Linked DNA regions of Drosophila melanogaster: region 2 is linked to region 1. The links are chromatin contacts, called in public Hi-C maps. All regions are on one chromosome and are shown on one strand. The core of a region is the stretch at or near the end of the contact, and the rest is flanking DNA. Distances in the headings are between cores, read along the strand shown.

Region 1 (6,247 bases), core at 2,734-5,233:
GCATATCCGTTTGGCCGTATCCAATTCCAGGGCTAGTGCCGGAGGACTTTCCTTTCTGGGCCCATTAAAGCTGTCGACCGATTTAATGCCCTGGACGCCATTAGAGTAGATAGCCATCAAGCGATGGCGATCCCAACCCCATCCCCATGCCCAACCACAAACCCATCCACATAACCATCCATGTACCCTTTCCCCACCCGATCTGATCCGATCCGATCGCATGGCAGTCAGCACTTAGAAGAGCTGCCCGATTAACCCATGACAACAGGTGCGGCACGTATGTATGCAAAAGGATTGGCCGCGCTGGGGTTAATCGATTCGAGCATCGACTGGGCAGCGGCGCCTGCAGCTGCGCCTTAATCTGATGAAGGGTTGATGGGTTCCTGGCTATTGCTTTTATAATGAAATTGTGTTGACCAATTTGTTACTTCATTCCGTTGGCTCACAGCAGCGCATCTTTCAGATCCGTCCTGTGAAAGTGTGAAGTGTTCGTGGCTCGGCATGGGCGTGTCCCGATGATTCCGAACTGCGGTGTATCTCATCCTGCAGGTGCTGTTCTCATAAGCTCGACTTACTGCCCGCAGACACGAGCTAACCAAAAGTTTGCCTGCAATTTTTGGCAATTTCAGCTAATGGAACTCCCAATCTTTGCACAGCGAAAATTATTACTTGCAACCTATATATTCGAATTGCCAACATACATATGTAGTTAACCAATAATGGCAGCCGTTTCAGAATAAAGTATATCTAAAAATAATATTGACTTGAGTCACTGCAAAAAGTATTCTCAACATCATTTCCCATACATACAATAAAAATTGATCCGTCGAATGTAATATTTATCAATCGTTGCAATGATCAAAATAAGAACTCTTTACTCATAACACTAAAATCATCTTAGGTCTTCGAATGATAATAATTTTAAAACATCCATCAAAAGGATTTAGCATGACAAGAATTGAAGTTATTAATGCATATTAAAATATGCAGATAATATGTAGATAATAGAATTAAGAATGGAAATACAAACTTTTATTTTTGATTTTTTAATGGAAATGTGATCTCTTTTTCAATAATACTTTCAAGCTTAACTAGGCATTAGTTTCACATATTTATACCCGTTGATCGTAGGTTTAATGGGAATATTGGGAATACAATGGGAATATATTCGTTGAAAAGTATTTAAAGAAATATATATATATGTGCAAGTGATAATTAGCTGAGCTTACAAAAAATTATTTAATTCGGACTATAGAAATCTATTAAAAGTATTCCATGTAAGCTTGCTCCGTTTTTATATCAACGGGTATCCAATAGTCGTGGCACTCGACAAGAGCGTTCTTACATATGTATCTTTGCTGCTTTTATTTCTTACTTTTACAAGATATATTTTTTCAGTGTTGCCTAGGTTGAAATCGAATTACTTCTGGTGGTGGCTAATAAACGAAATGTTTTATTGCCCGGCAACAACCGGGGAAACAAATATGACAGCCCAGATAATTGGCAGCCATTTTGAGCTGCATTGGGCTTAGTTTGTCTTTCCATTTGTTTGTTTGTCCGTCTGGTAGCGACACGCGCCGCTGAATTCTGAGTTCTGGGAATGCCACTGCAGCCCCATAATCGACGCAACTGCAACTTCGAATGCACAGCAACTGCGGTAGACAATCGCTGAAACGTTGATTACCCACCGGAGCAGCTGTCGCCAGCCCATTGTAACTGGCACCGCAAATCCAGGCCCATTTCCGCCCGAGGTCCCAGCACTTAGTTTTAATAAGTGCTAATGAGTTGCCCAAGCCACAGAGGTACTGTGCTTTTGCGAGCAAGAGATGGATCCTTCAAGACCCCAGAATGAATTGAGCCCCAGCACTGTAGAAGGTAATTATATTATTATATATGAAATAAACTTGCACATATGTAAAATCCAACTGATAACATTCTTGCAACATGTTCTTGTTAGGCCATGTGATAGTCGTCATCTCAATGGATATTTAAAAAAGGCCTTCTTAACATTTTTTTTGAGTGACTGTTTCAGCCGTAGTGAATACCCTTTGGATCACCCCAACCCCGACTAAAAGCACTTTGCATAAAAGGGTCTGGGCCCTTTCTAGCCTGGTTTCCCGTGGTGGCTGATTCCGCTTGGGCAACTTTGTATGGAGAGTGCTCGTTATGATGTAAACCGCAAATACTCGTAACTTGGCGACTTGGCGTCGTCGGAGATAAGTCGATGAGTCGAGAAGGGTATGGCAACCGCATCGCAACGCAGCACTCGCAGCACAGCGCATAAGTCATGACATTTATGTTGGCCATGTCGGGCAGGGCATCGCAATAACCTGTGACTCATCACATGTGCCCATAGGACACTCGAATCTACGCTCAGATATCTGGTCATTAGGCTCATTAAAGCGGCAGCCAATTAATAAACAAAAATAAATAATTGCACAATTCATTTGGTAATTAGACATGGCTCATAAAGCCGAATTAGGCAAAAGGCGTAGTGCCCATGGCCCACAGATACATACAGATATCCCACAGATAGCACGCACACCGAGATATGTACATTCATATATTCATGTATATTGTCTATATGAGGAGGGAGCCCCGAAGAGAGGGAGAACTTCATGCAAATGAAATGAAATTGACTAGAGAGCCAGCAAATTGAGTGTGTCCCGTGTACCCGTGTGCCCGGGTATTTCTGTCCCAGCTCACGGTGGCTGCCGAATGGGGTGCCCCTCCCCCAGCCCCAGCCCCCCACTACGAGCAAACACACGAACTTACATACATAAGTGAACAATTCATTTGTCACACTAAATTTGTTTCAATTCATTTGCTCGGAATGACAAATAATGCGATATAATTACATTTTGTGAGCGTTCTCCGGTGCCCGTGCTTTTCCGCGGGAGTGGGCCATGACATCCAGCTCTCGGACTCAGATTCCCCCACACACGGTCAATGCTCATTAGGTGAAGATTTTGAAATGAGATTGTGACTATTTACGTATGTTTTTCCGTCAAACTTGGCCAAGTGTATGTATGTGCTTGCTAATTATCATTTTCCCTCATCAGCAGCAGGGGCAAGGATTTGTGGAATAACTTCAGAAATTAAGGTTGAGTTTAGTCAGCATGGGAAGTATATTATTTCAATTATATTATTCGGCTTATACATTAAAAATTAAAAATTCAGTTCCATTCCATTAATTAATCAATTCATTAAAAGGTATTTGTTAAATATCCTAATGCTGCTACCAGTTTAATTGTATCTACCCGTACTGCTTTTCTTTTGATACCAAGCCTTTTCGTTGGGGAAATAAAAGCAAATAAGAACGTTCGTTGGAAGCGCCTAATTTAAGACAATCAGAACATCTACGACAGAAATATCGCGAAAAGTACTCGGGCAATCTGTAAGTACGCAGTGTGTATTCGCCCAATTACGAACTGGCGACATTAAATGGGGCTTGACATTTCCGGGCAGATTGTGGGGTCTGCGTTTTCGTAAGGATTTCGGCATTTTAGCAATACTTTTCACCGATATGATACTGATTAAGGGAAATCATACAAGAGCTCTTTTAATTAATGTAAACTATTGCCATTTGATCACTCATTTATCTTTATTCTCTAAAATCAACTTAGTCACTGTTTAAAATTGGCGCGCTTTTATTTGAATTTAAGTGTTTGGCAAACATATACACAGTGGCGCCATCTGGAGCAGTGCTGCCACTCTCGTATTTGGCACCATTTTAGAGCACTGTTTAATGGCTTAGCAAATCCGCGCTATAAGAAGCCGCTTCAAGCTTGCTTAGACAGTTAACAATTTTTGAGAATTGTATTTATTTTTACTTATTACCCTATATTTAGAGGGTTTTACAGACTAAAATTAGTTTTCATGTCACGATTTGTGTGATCGATATACTCCAACAGCGCCACCTAAAATGATTAGCTCATCCCTAACGGAATGTTATGTTATAAACACAATGTAAAGCAATGTAAACACTTTCAAAACAAAATGTAGATCGTCGTGCAGTAGTTGTTATCAAAAGATTGCTGCTATCATGGATGTGAATTGGATGGACGATGACGAAGACCTAGTGGCGGCCTTGGCTATGCACGAAGAGCAGAAGAGCGAGGTATTTACTTGTATTTACTCCTGCGAGCGCAGAGTCTCTCACAGTTTGGATCCTCAGGATGCCGATGGAACACGTTGGGAACATTGCGACGAAGCCTGCGATGGTTTCGATATGGCCACAGGACACAACTGGATTTATCCAAACAACCTGCCCCTACGATCCTATCAACAAACCATCGTCCAATCGGCGCTGTTCAAAAACACCCTGGTGGTGTTGCCCACGGGATTGGGAAAGACCTTCATTGCGGCGGTGGTTATGTACAACTTTTACAGGTGGTATCCAAAGGGAAAGATTGTGTTCATGGCACCCACAAGGCCCCTGGTCTCGCAGCAGATCCACGCATCCCAGAAGATCATGCCCTTTCCATCTGAAGACACGGTGCAGCTAACAGGTGAGTTCAAATGTGAAGACTTATTTACAAATGCTTACCGGGTTATATGACTAAAAGAACCTGGATGTGCCGACTGCCTTACAAGTCCTGAATCCAAAAAATAAGCTCCAGTCCCATTTTTATTCCAGGCCAACTTCCTCGACCCAAACGAGCTGAGCTGTGGGCCTCCAAGCGGGTCTTCTTCGCTACGCCGCAGGTGGTGCACTCAGACATGCTGGAAGCTGATGGCGAATGCAGCTTTCCCTTTGGGTCCATCAAGTTGATAGTGGTGGATGAGGCGCACCGGGCCAAAGGTCGCTATGCCTACACCCAAGTGGCCGACTGTCTGATGGCACGTAACAGGTATTTCCGGATGCTTGCCCTGTCCGCTACACCAGGAAGAACCATGGAGGATGTGGCAGCTGTGTGCCGAAACCTATACATTTCCAATCTGCAAGTGCGCTGGGACACCTCGATCGACGTGCAGCCCTACATACACAGGCGGACGATTCGAACCATAGTGGTCTCCCTGAAGGAGAGAATCAAGGAGCCGAGAGAACGATTGCTGCAGATCATCGAACCATACCTACGCCAGCTTATGGAAGCTGAGATTTTTAAAGGCAACAAGGGAACCGTGAGCAGAAATAGTTTGCTCTTTGAGCAGAAAAGCTTCGTCGAACGATCGGCGCAAGGCCAGCGGCATCCGGATCACAACATAATAATGGGCAACTTCGCCATGTGCATCAGCATGTACCACTCGCTGGACCTAATGGAGCGTCACGGTCTTCGCGTCTTCGTGAACAATTTCGATGCAGACGACGACGGGCGAGAGAAATTTGTACTGGCCAGAGATGGTAATCTAAGGAATTTGGTGGAGCAGGTCCGCCAAGAACTCGGTGCCAATCCCCTAGATTACACCACGCATGCCATGACGAATGGAGAAGTGCCGCCTTTGCCATCTGATCTAGACTTTGGACATGCCAAATATGAGAAGTTGCGACAGGTGTTGGTGCAACACTTTCAGGTAGGGGCAAAAAATCAAAAAAAAAGAAGTTTTCATATAATTTTCATGAAACCGATAAACATATTCCCTTGTTAATATAAATGTTTTCTTTAATAGGCAAACCCCGATTCCCGCGCCATTGTTTTCTGCGAGTACCGTGAATCCGTAATGCTGATTCACCGGCTACTCCTTCAACACAGACCGGTGCTCCGTCCGCGCTGTTTTGTTGGCCAGGGCAGCACAGTTGGAGCAAGCTATGCTCTCACCCAGAAACAGCAGCTGCAGATAATGACCGACTTTCGATCCGGCACTAGCAACGTTCTGGTGGCCACGTCGATCGGAGAGGAGGGCTTAGACGTCGGCGAGGTGGAGATGATTGTGTGCTTCGACATTTGCAGCACTAATCCCACTAGATTTATTCAGCGGATTGGGCGCACTGGAAGGAAGAAGAATGGAGAGGTGGTTATGCTAGTGACCGAAGGACGAGAACAGCAGGTGCTTAAGGATGTTCTGGCCAACAAGGATCAAATCAACAAGAAGCTATTGAATTCGTCCGTTGTTAAATTGTCGCTTTATGAGCAAAATCCTCGAATGGTGCCATCAAAATTTCAACCAAAATGCGAGGAGAAACACATGGAGCCAGTTGCTGAGGAGAAACCCAAGCCGAAGTCGGCAGCCAAGACGAAAGAATCCAGGAAGCGGAAGCAACCAGTTGCACAGACTGGTAGCCTAAGGAAATACTTCAAAGAAAGTC
Region 2 (5,867 bases), core at 2,786-5,285, 190 kb after region 1:
CCCAGACACTCGGCGATGCGACTCGCATCGGTTCCCTCCAGCACCTCCACCATTCGCGTGACTACCGGATGGATCTGGTGTCCCAGGTAGTAATTCGTGTCCAGCTGCAGCTTCTTATCCTCACTGGTCTTGAGCTCATCCAAATGGTATGCTCGCTGCATGGCAGCATTTGTTGTCCCATCCAAACAGATCACATAGTCCACCATATCGCCCTTTTTGTACCGCCTATTACGCTCGCGATTCATACGAAGGGCCACCTGGACGTGGGGCAATGAAGCACTATTGGCATATTCCTGGGGAGTCCGAGTTAACTGTTTGGTGATGACAAACAGTGGCAGCGGTACTACACCCTCTGCAATTTGAGTTTTGATCTTCTCCAGTTGGGCATGCACTGCATCCAGTTTCTCCTCCAAAGGCTTTTCCGACAGCACTTCATCGAGAACGGCTTTTCCCACCATTACAGCCAGCTGAGACCAATCGCGACGTACTATATCCAGGCCCTTGTGCTCCTGTTCACGCCTCAGGTTTCCCTTGGAATCCTTGCTCAACTTGATAGCGGCATACTTCTTTTTCTTCAGCAAGAGCAAACAGCCAAATACTCCATCGATATCCAATTCCAGCTGCTTGTATAGTTTATTTACACTCTGCTTAATATTGTGACCAATCTTGTAGACCTGGTCGTAGTCGGTTATGTTGGTATTTATCATCAGGGAATCTGTGTCTCCATAAACAACGTCATAGTTCATCTTTTGCACGAGTTGTTGTGTGTTCGTGAGGATTTCTCTGCCCTTGTGGGTGACCAAAGCAGCCAAGTGCTGGGCAAAGAACCGGGAGTGGGCGAAACCCAAGCAACCATACATGGAGTTCGCAGTTAGCTTCAGGGCCATCTGCCGAATGTGGTACTGCATCTGGAGTTCCGGCGAAAGATCAGGCGCTGCCATTAGCTTTTTCACCTCTTTTCGCGACTCCACCAAGCGTTTCAATTGAAGGGGTAAGATTCCAGGTTCCGTTTTCGAGTCGGGTAGGGTGGGCAACTCATCTGCATCCACCGGCTGTTGGACGGTGGTGAAGCATATGTTGTACTCCTGTATTATACTGGGGTACAGGGAGTTAAAGTCCATGAGGAGAACGTACTTCTCGTAGAGACCACGCATGGGCTCCAACACTAAGCCACCAGCATAGGCTGCCTTCTTTTTGGTTTGCATCGTCGCATCTGCACCTGAAAGCGTAGCATCCGTATCTCCTGCACCACTTCGTTTAGAAACCGGCTTCTTGTCCGGCACTATGTAATTCTTCTCGTGGAAGGCATGCAGCAACAAGAACTCATTTCGTTCAGAACGACCTCCTTGAAGGGTCCTGGTCATGGTATTGCCGCAGATATTAGTGATTTGTAGCGCCAACGGCATGATGTTGAGCTCACACATCAGCCTTAGTAAATATGAATTGTCCTGCATGGTGAGCGATATGAGCTTGGTAATGCTTTCTCCTTTCTCATACATCTCTAGCAGATCATCGGCATTCACTTCCATTCTCTCCGATTCCTTAAGCTTCAGTACTTGTTTGCATAGCGTTTGCAGATCATAGGATCTTGCTCTTATACACTCCTCTGCAGATCGCTTTACATCACAAACCATTCTGCCGACGAAATGTTCCAGCAATCGCTTGCCAAACGATTGGCTCAGCCTCAGTCGCCCCATTCGAGACCATTGGGGAATCTTCAGGGCTACAATTTGATCGGTTATTACATTTAGTTGACAATCCATGGAATCGAAGGTTACAATGAGATCTGCATCTATTTTCTGGTACTGAGCTAAGAACCAACTCAACAGGGCTCTCTCTGAGTCATGTTTGTGCACTGTGGTAGACTTATATTTTGCCATCTCAAAGTTCAAATCTAAAGGCCAACTAACCACCGCCGGGCGAGTCAAAGCGCACATATGTCGATTGAAAGCGGGCTGTGGAGCAGGGCGGTCGATATGGAAACGATTGTGGGTCAGCATGGAAATCATGCATATCTCGTTTCTCGATGTTTTCGGATTCATTGAGGTGCGAACATTAAGCGATAGTAGCGTAAGTGGAGGTGGTGGCGCTGGCTTTCCCTTATCTTGCACCAACTCTACATTCTTGGGCTCTGTCAATGTGACCTCGGTGTTACACCAACTCATGGGAGTTGGGCTCACCTTGAATCCAGTCACCTGCAGCCAACAGGGACCTTTGATTTTCCGATCTAAGAGGAATCTTTCGAGTGCATTGGTGGTGGCGCCGAATATGTGTGCTATAGAATTGTATTTCTTGTCAGCCGACAAATTGGGCAGTGGTTTCTTTCCATCGTAGTGAACCTCCAAGTAATCGCAAGATTGCGGAACTTCAATACCGATAGCGTGATGGGCAAAACTCTTGGTGACCTTGCGGGATCGAAAGAACTCGAGCTTCAGTTGGTTTGCCACCTCGCTGTCGAACTCCTTGTATATGTCTGCGACGGTCACCTTCTGCTTGGTGGGCTCCTTCGAAATGGGATCTAAGAGCTAAAAGAATATATTCAGAAACAACACTTCACCTAAGGACTAAGTATTTGTAGAATAATACTCACAAATTGTCGGGGCAGCAGATAGAGCACACGGTTGATGTTCTGTACACGCAGACAGACGGACTTTCCATCTGCGGTCCGACCGAACAGGAAGACTTCGCCGGGCATTTTTACTGGATCCTCATAGGCCTCCCAGTACCAGAACCGAAGCTGTTGATCTGAGGAGATTGTCGAATCCTGCTCCGTGGTGAGCACGGACTTTTCAAAATCATCGTCCATTTGGCATATAGACTCCCAATTGTTCAGCAACCTACTAATGTCCTCCGATTCCGATTCCTTTGGCGATCCAGTTGTTTCTTTTTTGGGAGCTGATTTTTCGGCGACTTTGCTTTGGGATGTTTTCTCAGCTGCTGTTTTCGTTTGGGAAACCTTCTCGGTCTGCTGTGTCTTCTCCACATCAAACTGGTTTTCATCGTCATCCAGACAGCTAAAGTCCATTTCATTGTCGGAGAATGGATCTTCGGTGGCTTTTTTTGCAGGTGTCTTTTCAGGCATGGGCTCTTTTTTGATTGTAGGACTGGAGAAAAAGGCCACCTTTGTGTTTGGAACTGCTGCCTTGGGCTTCAGAATGCGCTCCAGCATCTCGTTATCGCTACTGGCCTCCGCTTTCTTACGTTCCTGCTCCTGAACTTTGATGTTGTTTAGAAAACTATTCATGTATTCCTTGGCAGCGGCGGCATCGAATTTACGCGACGTAACTGATATTTTCGCTGGGGCTATAACCTTTTCCGCCTTTTCTGACGTCGCTGCAGGCTCTTCCTTTATTTCGCCCAAAATATCAGCAAGGATATCATCGTCTTTCACACTGGTCTTTACATCCATCTTTTTGGGCACTGCATTGCTGAATAGATTCTTGATGGATGCTTTTCCTGTTACTGGTTTTTCATTCTCCCGTGGTCTCTTTTTGCTGTTGGGGGCAACACCCTTCTTCTTCTTCGAGTCCTTCCGATCCTCCTCCCCATCGGAGTACTCATCTTCGTCCTCGAAGAAATCCCGAAGATCTTCTGCATAACCAGTACCATCTAAAAGTTAAAATTTAGTATTATAAAGTATAGAGTTCAGAGTTCCAACTTACCCTCTTCGATCCAATCGTCACCGTACTTTTCCTGCGCCCTCTTCGCGTACTCCCGCTCATCAACCACATCGTATACATCGTCCACCTGGTCCTCCACTTTGCATTTGTTCTTGGTTCCCTTCAGCTGACGCAGTCGCTCCATGGCGGCGAACCTACCATTTTTGTCTACTCTCTGGCGCTTAGCGCGCGGTTCAGCTGGAAATTTATAATTTCGGTAAAAAATATGTTTAAGGGAGTTATCTTATTAACTTACACGGTGATTCAGACATTGCAACTGGCTAACTTTGATAATAATTTCCCCGTGTTGTGCTGCAGTTTGCAAAAATTGTTTTGTGACCAGGGCTGGAGGATGATCAAAGCGGGAATGGCGGGAACATATCGATAACAGAGCTACGATACATAAAGCGCTGCCGGACTTTTGCAATGTAATATCGATAGTGTCGTTAAGAAGAGGAAGAATGTAAGGAAATTAAAAAAAATAAAAGCCATACAATAACTTAATCCCAAATTGCAATTTTATTATTAAGTAACATCTCTATTTTATGAATTTCTGAGTGGTAATATATCGATAGGTGGCAGCGCGTTATGTTAGCTCTGGGCACTGTTAGCGTCTAATCTGTAAGCACAAATGATCGATTACAGTTAACACGAATAGTTAACATAACAGTTACAGCGATTTAAAATGACTGCTATATTTTGGCGGGAAATCCGACCTGATAATTGAAATGAATTCACCAAGTAAGAAAGAACAATGATCACCATTTAAAGGGCGTTCTTTTAGATTTTACATTTTCGAGCTTCAGCTTTTTAATTGCAGTGGATCACAAAAAGAAAAACTTTTCCATTAGCAGTTGCTCCATGAAGATCCCCTTTTAATGTGCTTGTCATATGTTTTTATTCCCAAATTAAAAGACAATAGTTTGTTTGGTTTTAATCGTATTTTATTTATCATGCATAATATTAGGCTTATAAGATATATATAATATTATACTTTAAATACAATATACAGCAATTTCGATTAAAATTTGTGTGGATTTGAAAGGTGATTTCATACCCTATATAATTATCAATGCAAAATCATGGTTTATATATATACACACATACACAAAACAGACTTACATATTACATGAATACATATATTTATGACTATATTTGCTGTTTAATTGTTATAAGCAAAAATTCGTACATATTTACAATTTAATAGTAAATATTTAGAATTTCTGCACTTGCAGTCGTTATATTTTACAATTATTTTCGGGTGTGTTGGTGAGGAAAGATTTCGGAAGATGAGAAAATATGGAAAATACTGTTTTAGGATAGGGTGATCGAGAGGAACTATAGAAAGGATATTAAAATGTCAGTCTACCAGAATGTACAGCAAAGCAGATAAAATAAGATAAAGGAGGGCAGTTAAGCAAAGCAGATAAAATAAGATAAAGGAGGGCAGTTATTTAGGATCCTTGAGGTATTTTCTTTAGCTATGGGGTGTGTTATTCATTTCTATATGGTTTTCATTTTTATTTCAAGCCACAGACATGGCACAACAATTTATTATGTTTTTTTTTTATGTTTTAAGGAATTTTTCTCCGTGTATGGTTTCCATAGTTTTGGCTAAACATTTAACAACAGCAACAAATATAAAAACAACAAGAAATAATCGTTAACAAGTGCAAGATGATACTGAAATGAAAAGAGAAGAAAAAGAATCAATGAATAATTCAGTTTACAATTGGTTTAATATTATACTATGTTATTATGTAACTATATTAAATCAGAATATAAAGTGGGTTGCAATTCTTATTCCAGTATAATTACATTGCTTGCTTAAATGTATTTCATATTTTTCTAAAGTTTATTTTGTATCAAAGAATTATCTTGATCTGGAGTATTCTTAAAAATACTTAAAAAACAAAAAGTAAATGTTATTACCTTGCTCTGTGCCTGCACAGATGCAACAGATGCTAGACCCACTGTTCACGCCCTTCACACCACCTGCACGGTGGCAAAGGCACTAAAGGTGACCTTCTTGGGGAACTCCGGTCCGGGGGAGCCACGCGTCTTGATCACCGGCTTGAGAGGCTGGCGGGGCTTCAGGGAGAGCAGTCCGGCGGAGGCGGCCAGTTCCCTGAGGCGCTGGGAGAAGCCGCTGCCTGAGTGACCGGAAGTGGTGGCCGCGTTGTGGTGCTCCAGTCCAGCGCAGTCCAG

Evidence for each region. Hi-C and Micro-C count contacts between places; a contact is called where the count stands out from the background.
Region 2: a contact with region 1 is called in a Hi-C map of the S2 cell line, with 4 times the contacts expected there. A contact is called at or near these places in 16 of 107 Hi-C or Micro-C datasets (the D17-c3 cell line, the Kc167 cell line, the ML-DmBG3-c2 cell line and 7 more).

What each region holds. Positions count from the first base shown.
Region 1 is chr3R:21,478,342-21,484,588 of dm6, forward strand. Fancm (Fanconi anemia group M helicase) reads left to right here and starts at 3,984. Exons shown (of 6, transcript NM_001275877.1): 1 at 3,984-4,120; 2 at 4,178-4,511; 3 at 4,640-5,514; 4 at 5,611-6,247. The coding sequence starts at 4,046.
Region 2 is chr3R:21,667,715-21,673,581 of dm6, forward strand. It overlaps PolA1 (DNA polymerase alpha subunit 1), which reads right to left and starts at 4,036. Exons shown (of 6, transcript NM_080488.3): 1 at 3,916-4,036; 2 at 3,663-3,857; 3 at 2,591-3,609; 4 at 1-2,525. The coding sequence starts at 3,931. It overlaps CG31176, which reads right to left. Exons shown (of 3, transcript NM_169963.2): 2 at 5,592-5,867; 3 at 4,589-5,342. The coding sequence ends at 5,646.